Linked DNA regions of Sus scrofa: region 1 is linked to region 2. A link is a contact called in public HiChIP or PLAC-seq data. All regions are on one chromosome and are shown on one strand. Each heading gives the region's core, a stretch centred on a gene start, on an enhancer-like site or on the middle of the called end of the contact. The rest is flanking DNA. Distances are from core to core; before and after follow the strand shown. Region 1 overlaps TCF7L2 (transcription factor 7-like 2). Region 2 overlaps TCF7L2 (transcription factor 7-like 2).

What was found. HiChIP or PLAC-seq counts read pairs in DNA pulled down with a chosen protein or histone mark.
Region 1: a contact with region 2 is called in an H3K27ac HiChIP or PLAC-seq map of alveolar macrophages. The contact joins two enhancer-like sites. A contact is called at or near these places in 1 of 47 Hi-C or Micro-C datasets (subcutaneous adipose tissue) and 2 of 2 datasets of contacts at active chromatin or transcription factors (alveolar macrophages and skeletal muscle).

Annotation. Positions count from the first base shown.
Region 1 is chr14:123,490,929-123,494,970 of Sscrofa11.1, reverse strand. The region is part of intron 6 of TCF7L2 (transcription factor 7-like 2); the gene reads right to left. Among named protein-coding and RNA genes, the nearest start is that of TCF7L2, 150 kb to the right of the region's middle. Within about 2 kb of position 1,575, at least 13 of the 83 cell types and tissues checked have an H3K27ac peak or open chromatin away from gene starts, as enhancers often do. A contact at or near this core is called in alveolar macrophages, where this site is marked.
Region 2 is chr14:123,405,095-123,408,872 of Sscrofa11.1, reverse strand. The region is part of intron 4 of TCF7L2 (transcription factor 7-like 2); the gene reads right to left. Among named protein-coding and RNA genes, the nearest start is that of TCF7L2, 63 kb to the right of the region's middle. Within about 2 kb of position 2,527, at least 8 of the 83 cell types and tissues checked have an H3K27ac peak or open chromatin away from gene starts, as enhancers often do. A contact at or near this core is called in alveolar macrophages, where this site is marked.

The DNA.
Region 1 (4,042 bases), core at 326-2,825, 87 kb before region 2:
CTCTTAAAAAGACATCCTTGGCCAGCTGAAGTAGAAATCTTTGGTTTAGAAGATGCCTATAATGGCATCGTTTACCTCCAGTTTCTAAAATTTGGACAACAGTGGGGGTAGAAATTTTAATTTCTTTGATGCTGGGGAGAAAGAAGAGAGACTGCAAAGCTCTCTGAGACTGAGAGAGGTGGGTGCAAAGGTGAACAAGAACGGGGGACCACAGCTGCTCAAGGTGGCACACCTTTCTCAAGGTCCCCAAGGACTTCTCAACCCAGCCACCACACCCAACCCCGTCCGCTCCCCAGGGAAGGGAGGAGGCCCGATTTCCTCGGACACGGGTCTTCACAGCCACTGGTCAAGGTCTGGGGGGAAAATTAAATAAACCCATCCAGTTGCGTAAGTAAGTTAGAACCTGCTGAGCCGGTCAAATGAAAATATTTCAAAAATACATACTGGTGGGGATTTTTGCATCCATTTGCTAGATCAGGACTGACTGCTATGCATCTCCTCAGGTGCAGGAAGGATGGAAGAACCCCACAAGCTGCCAAAGTTTCACTGGCTTGATAAGGCAGACCTGCAAGGCCAGGACTGGGGGTGGCTTGGGGTTATGGATCCAAAAACCTCCTGTCACCCATGAGGTCCCCTAGTTAGATAACACTACAGCAATATGACCGGGGGTGGGGGTGGGGGGGTTGGTAAGAATAAAGGGAATCTGCCTTACTGATAACTGTATCTCTCCCAGAGCCAAGATTTGAACTTAACAAACAGGTTGGAAGGGAAGATAATTTATAAACAGCAATGACACAGAGATACTCACTAGGACACCATAATAAAGCCCCCCCCTTTTTTTTTTAAAGGATGAGCATCTGAATACATGGACACAGGCCAAACCACCTCCCTTTCCCACCTCCCTTAAAATACATGATTGCTCCCTTCTGAATAAAAAGAACCTGTCATCAAAACACGAAGAGGGAAGGCGACTGTGCAGGACAGAACTGATCCCTGTTCCGAAATTCCTTGGTTTTCATTGCCAAATAAATGACGTTTTTGTGGATTCTGAACCTTTGCTTTTCACAGCAAATTTAGGAATGTTGCCAGGAAGAGTCACCCAAATCCGGTCAAGTGGATTTCAACTCTACTAAGGAAGCGCAGGGACTGGCCACACCCTTGACAACATGTGTGTCCTTTGAGAAACTAAGCTCACACACGCTCAGGCCCCAAGCTGCTGTCACAGCGAATTACAGGGCTAAGGGGAAGGGATTTTAGGAAGGCAGGTCTTTCTGAGCCTCTTGCTGAATCGTGATGATTTCACCCCTGGCCCGGACTGGTGCTAGATGCCTAAGGGGAGAGGTGTATCGTGAGAGAGAGAGAGAGGAAGAAAGAGAACACTCCTGGCCCTCACACAGACAACGCAGCCTCTACCTCTTTCCTAAGCTCCTTGTAAACACACCCAGAGGCTAACACACAATGGGCACATCCAGCAAATAATAAAGTAAAATTAAATCATGTCATGCCTCCACCACAGCAACGCCCATTGGCCGTCTGGGGAGCGTCGGTGCCAACGTTCCCGCCACAGTGTGGAGTTGGAGCTCAAGTTTGCTCCTTGGAATCAGGCACAGATGGAGAGCATGTTGCAACCGCCCGCCTAAAGCAGACTGTGAAACTGGTTTCGGATGCAACCAAGCATCTTAGTATAGTCTGGACTGCGGTGTTTTTTTCAAAACCATCTTGTTTTTGTCTAGCACCTCTGTTCAAGGAAGTTTGGGAGGGACTATTTCTCATAATCAAATAAAGTCTTACATGACAACAGCCCCATTTTGTAGACAGAAAAACAAACAAGCTCAGAGGACTCAGAAGAATTGAGATTAGCTGGTTAGGCGCTTCAGCAAATGAAAAAGGAGGAGGAGGAGGAAGAATAATTGCAGCGAAGGTAGAATCGTTCCTGCGTTCCTCCCTTAAAGAGCCATGCACTAGAGCTCCCTGGTGGCTCAGTGAGTTAAGGATCTGGCATCACCACTGCTGTGGCTTAGGGTTTGATCCCTGGCCCGGGAACTTCTGAGTGCCTCGGGAGTGGCCAAAAATAATAATAATAACAACTTAAAACACTTAAAAAAAAAAAGAGTTATGCACTACTTCAATCAATACCCACTCAGGGTCTCTTTCACACATGGCACTGTTTCAGGCACTACGGAATACATCAGTCAACTAGAAGGGAAAAAGTCCTTGTCTTTGGGGACCTTACAACCTAGAGAGGGTGGTAATAAGTTCCTAGTGTCGAGGTGCTAATAGATACACTCCTGGAATCCCTTCATGGATGATCTAGTCAAAGTCAAACAAAAACCAGCTCTTTGACTATCCAGCCCAACGTTCAACGCCAATGACTCTGCTCCTGAAATACAGAACTGAAAAGCGTGCTTTATACGCTATAGAAGAAGCACAAATTTTTAATTGCCCCTTTTGGGGCTGTTTTTAAAGACTCTCAAATGCTAAATTCTGCTGTCAAATCACCTACAGATGAAGCGCTGTGCGCACAGGAGGTCAGGGGACATCACAGATTTGGGGGGTGGGATAACAAGCAGATGCTGGGTTTTCGGCACCATCCTGACCTCAGAGCTGCTGGCTATCCTGTTTGACCCACACAGCTGGCCAGTTTAGTCTATGTTTGGGTCAGAAACATCACTCACTGGTGCTCAGGAAGAGATGATGAACGCCACTTAATTCCAGGGCTAGATAAACTGCAACTCCTCAAACTACTGGCATGAACTCCATGTTTTTAGCTGCTTTTCCAACTATAACTTAAATAAGATATATGAAGAGGGCAAGAACAGCAATTAGACTCCACTTCATCCTTTACTGTTATTTTCGGGCAGCAGAGCTTATAAGGAGAAGAGTCTCCTTTACCAAAAATGTGCATATATGACATGGTTTTCACTGTGTCTTAAGTATAAGTACACAGAACAAATTAAGCACTGGGAGATGCTCAAGAAATGCTTGTTGCAGGCATTTATATAGAAAAACATTACTACCATATCTTTTAGGGGGGGAAAAAATTAAAAAAAAACTTCAGTAGACAATCTCAAAATATTTCAAGGCACATATTGGGGCCAGAAAGTTCTTTAAACACAGTTCCTAAAATTGATTTTCTTTTGTCTTCTTTTTTTTTTTTTTTTTTGGTCTTTTCTAGGGCCGCTCCCACGGCATATGGAGGTCCCCAGGCTAGGGTTCTAATCAGAGCTGTAGCCGCCGGCCTATGCCAGAGCCACAGTAACGCAGGATCCGAGCCGTGCCTGCAACCTATACCACAGCTCATGGCAACGCCAGATCCTTAACCCACTGAGCAAGGCCAGGGATCGAACTTGCAACCTCATGGTTCCTAGTTGGATTTGTTAACCACTGAGCCACAACGGGAACTCCAAATTGATTTTCTTTTTAACAGTTGTTCAGATTGTGATGGTCTGATGCAAAAGGTATTCTAACCTAGTACAGAAACTACAACTTCATTATTATCTACAAAGATACTACTTTTCTAAAAATGCATAGTTTACTTAGATGTCATAGAGGCCTATTAAGAACAGATTCCTCTAACCTAAGAGTTTCTTAAATGCAGGGGGGAAAGCCTACGCTACTACTTGTGCATTAAAATGAGAATGAGGACTTCCTGTTGCAGCCCAGCAGAAATGAATCCAACTAGGAACGATGAGGTTACAGGTTCGATCCCTGGCCTCGCTCAGTGGGTTAAGGACCCAGTGTTGCTGTGAGCCATGGTGTAGGTTGAAGACGAGGCTCGTATCTGGCATTGCTGTGGCTGTGGCATAAGCCAGCAGCTATAGCTCCAATTCGACCCCTAGCCTGGGAACCTCCATATCCATATGTGTGGCCCTAAAAAGCAAAAAACAAAACAAAACAGAGAGAATGAGACTAATGCCTTTAACATTTTCTAAATGTCTCTCTAGTGGCTTCAACAAGTGTACTTGCAAAGTACAAGCACCGCAAAGCTAATTTCTGTGTGAAATTTGGTACAATCTTCAAACCAGAGTCACTTTTTTTAAAG
Region 2 (3,778 bases), core at 1,278-3,777:
AGACCCTTGCCTGCCAGGTGAGGATAATAACATGGGGATAATATCAGTACCTCCCTCTTAGGATGGATAAGAGCGATTGGTCGTGCATCCCCTACAAACTCCCCCTGTTTGATGTACAAGATAGAAGGCTGATAGGGTTCGTGTTCATGGAGCAAGCACTCACTGCAGGGAGTTAAAAGGGGAGGCGAGATGCACGCATTCGTATGATAAATGCAGGAAGTCAACAGAGGGGCTGGTTGAGTTGGGTGGCCGAGGAGCAGACCAGCTGCCAATGACACGCCATTACTGTCCACATGGAAACGGGAAAGTAGAGAATAGTTCATTGGAGTATTTAAAACATTTCCCTCTTCCTTTCTTTATGTACCCTGGCAAGGGGCTTTGCCTTGAGAATTCAGCTCCAGCTGCCTGAATGAGGGGAAGCCAAGTTCATGGGGTCCCGCTCAGCCTCTGCTCAGGTATTTTCATTCCACCTGCAAAGTCTTCTGGAGTCTGCCCAACTCGCCCTGCAGACCCAGGGCCTCAGAGCGAATCACACGCTGCCACAAACAGAGGGGAAAAACACTAATCCAGCAAATTCTCTCGAATGACAGTTCAGCCTGTGTCTTTAATGCCAAAGCGCCTCAGGAGCCTTGTTCTTGCCTCCACAAAGTCCCTTGCGCCCTCTCCTTTGGACCACTGAGCCCCCCACTGAGTTAATGGAACCTACTACTATGAGGACCTAAAGCAGCAATATAGGGGTCACGGGGACTGCATGCATTCAGACCAAGTTCCCAGAGCTCCTCTAGAGGCAGCTCAGACCCACTTCAAACCCCAGCTCCATAACTCCAGTCACTCACCAGGGTCTGTACTGAGGGCCTAATATATGCCAAGTGCCGACTCTCAAAGAAATGGAGCTCTTTAAGAGAAGAAAGCAAAGGAGTTCCCTTCATGGCTCAGTGGTTAATGAATCCAACTAGGAACCATGAGGTTGCGGGTTCGATCCCTGGCCTTGCTCAGTGGGTTAAGGATCCGGCGTTGCCGTGAGCTGTGGTGCAGACGCGGCTCGGATCCCACGCTGCTGTGGCTCTGGCGTAGGCCAGTGGCTACAGCTCCAATTAGGCCCCTAGCCTGGCAACCTCCATATGCCACGGGAGCAGCGCTAGAAAAGGCAAAAAGACAAAAAAAAAAAAAAAAAAGAGAGAGACAGAGAAGATAGCAAAACGAACCATCGAGAAGTAGGGTGGGCTTGGGCAAAGGCTTTCATCTCTGTGAGCATTGGCTTCCTCATCTGTAAAATGGGAATACACCCAACAGCCACCTCTCAGAGTTCACAGGCTTGGCACGATGCCTCGCATATGGTGTGGGCTTAGTAAATGCTATTATATTATTAGCTAGCTATGATATTGCTATTAACATGATTGGCACCGTCAGAATAAAACTCCTGGAGCCATTGCACGATTCTAAATCATCCGAAAAAGTAAATCCCTGTTTATGATTCAATGATTAAAGGGAAATGAACACTTGGCCCGAAGTAAAACAAAGTGACCGAAAACATTCCTAGTTAACCAGCCTCGCCTCTCCGGATTACTCCCACCCCATCCTCCCATTCATTCATTCCTAGCCTTCTGGTCAAGTGGAATTTTCCTATTACTACGCTTGGTCTCCCCCACGTCTGCTCTCCAACCAGGTACACCAAAGCTCAGCTGCAGGCCTGGTGTTCTAAGCCACTGTATTTCTTCCCTCCAACTGGTCCTCACACTTAAAGAGATTTCTTAAAATGTCTGCAACCCCAGCAGAATTCTGACTCTTCTCTTTCATGCTCTGCAAACAGCAGACACACAAGGCACAGGTGGCCCACAGAACCAGGGGTTGAGATGCACTAGGTCAGACCCAGCAGCAGCTGCTCCAGGGCTACCAAGAAACCACACGAAATCATCATCTGAAAGAGGTTTTACAATGTGCACACGAAAGAAAAATGACAAAGAAAAAAAAATCTCAAAAAACAAAAACCTGCCACTTTTCTCCCAGACACGTCTTGATTTTTTTTCCCCCTCCTCTACCTTTCTTCGGAAATGTCAATAAGATTTAAAACCTTGCCTGCTAAAAACATTGCCTAAGAGTTCCCACTGTGGCTCAGTGGTAATGAACCTGACTAGTATCCATGAGGACACAGGTTCAATCCCTGGCCTCGCTCAGTGGGTTAAGGATCCAGCATTGCCATGAGCTGTGGTGTACATCGCGGAAGCAGCTCTGATTCAAACCCTAGCCTGGGAACTTTCATATGTCGCGCATGAGGCCCTAAAAAGACAAAAGATAAAAATAAAAAGTAAAAAAAAAAAAAGAATAGAAATTGCCTAAAGAAGGGGTTAGCCAGTTGGGAAAAGGGAAGTCCTCCCTGTACCTCGGGCTCACTACCGTCAGGCAGAAAAACAAGCATGAGCCATTGGCACCCTGTTTGGGGACCATCGCCAAGCCCCAGTCCGGTCCAAAGACCAGCGTGGGTTTCCTCCTGCACTGACCATGTCCTCTGAGGATGGCCAGAGCAAATGTCCAGGCTGTAAACAAGCCAAGTGAGATACCAAACGCCCAGAACAAACACATGTGGGGAGTGCAGTTTATACAGCCAACAGCTCCTTCCATCAGAGATGCTGCCACCCCAAGACCGTACGGTAGGTGCTGGAGAAATAAATGCCAGCTCTCCAACCACCGTTGTTGTTATTAAGTTGATGCTGGTCACATGCGGGGACTTTGGCACTAACGTCAGGAATGCTTTTTCCATTGTTGTTATTACCCAACACTACAGTGTGTCATCAGACATTTATGTTCTAGGAGGTGAAAATAAAGAAGGCGCTGTGTAGCAGGAAAAATGCAAAGAAAGCAATAAGCAGCAGAAATCATCCAAGAGTGGAGTTCTTACCCAGAAATGCCCTCTGCTAGTCCTTTACCTATTTTTTTAGAGAAGTTTTCAGGAAACTGAGCTGGAAGAGCCTAGGCAACCAGCTCGAGGTGACAGGATTTGGAAGTGAAGGTTATGAGGGCAGGAAACATGTTTGCCTCTCGGTGCCCCTGTGCCAAGCCTGAACGGTCTCTTTAAGCCTCATTTAACATTCGACAAATACGTATTGATGCCGGAACCAGGCATGACGTTAGGTGTGGAAGACAGAAGAGAAAGATCACGGGGCCTAAGGTCCCAGCTCTCACCCAACTTGCTGGGTGACAGTGGACAGAGATTCTGGCTCCCTTGATCCCCAGGTATTGTCAAATAATTTCCCCTCATCCCCCTCCCTCTTCAGGTGGATGCAAAGTTTCCCCTAAACCATTACTGAGGTTGCTGGCTGCTCGGCAGCTTCAGGAGTCAGTCAAGACCCGTTCCCTTCCCTCTAACCCCACAACCCTCTCCTGGCTCCCCAAACAAGCCCTGGTTATTTAATATATCTATAAAATAAAGACAATAGAAAGGTATCTGAAAAGCACTTAGACTGTAAAATATAACATCAAATATTCTAAAAACACAAGCTATATTATTACAGGACTGCACCGGCCTCTGCATCCAGTTGCCACACTGTCACTGGGAACTTGCTATTTGCAGAGTCTGAGCAAAGCACACTCGCATCAGGTAAAGCCAAGCCGGGGCAAGGGGTGGGGAGGGGAAGGGGAGTGGGGAGAGGAGGATGAGGGCAGGGGGTTGGGAGGGGAGGTTAAGAGGGGAGCTGGGCTGCACAGAATGCTTGCATTTCCACTCAGGAAAAAGGAGCACAAAGCACTGGATGCAGATGGACCCGCACCCAGTGAGGCGGTA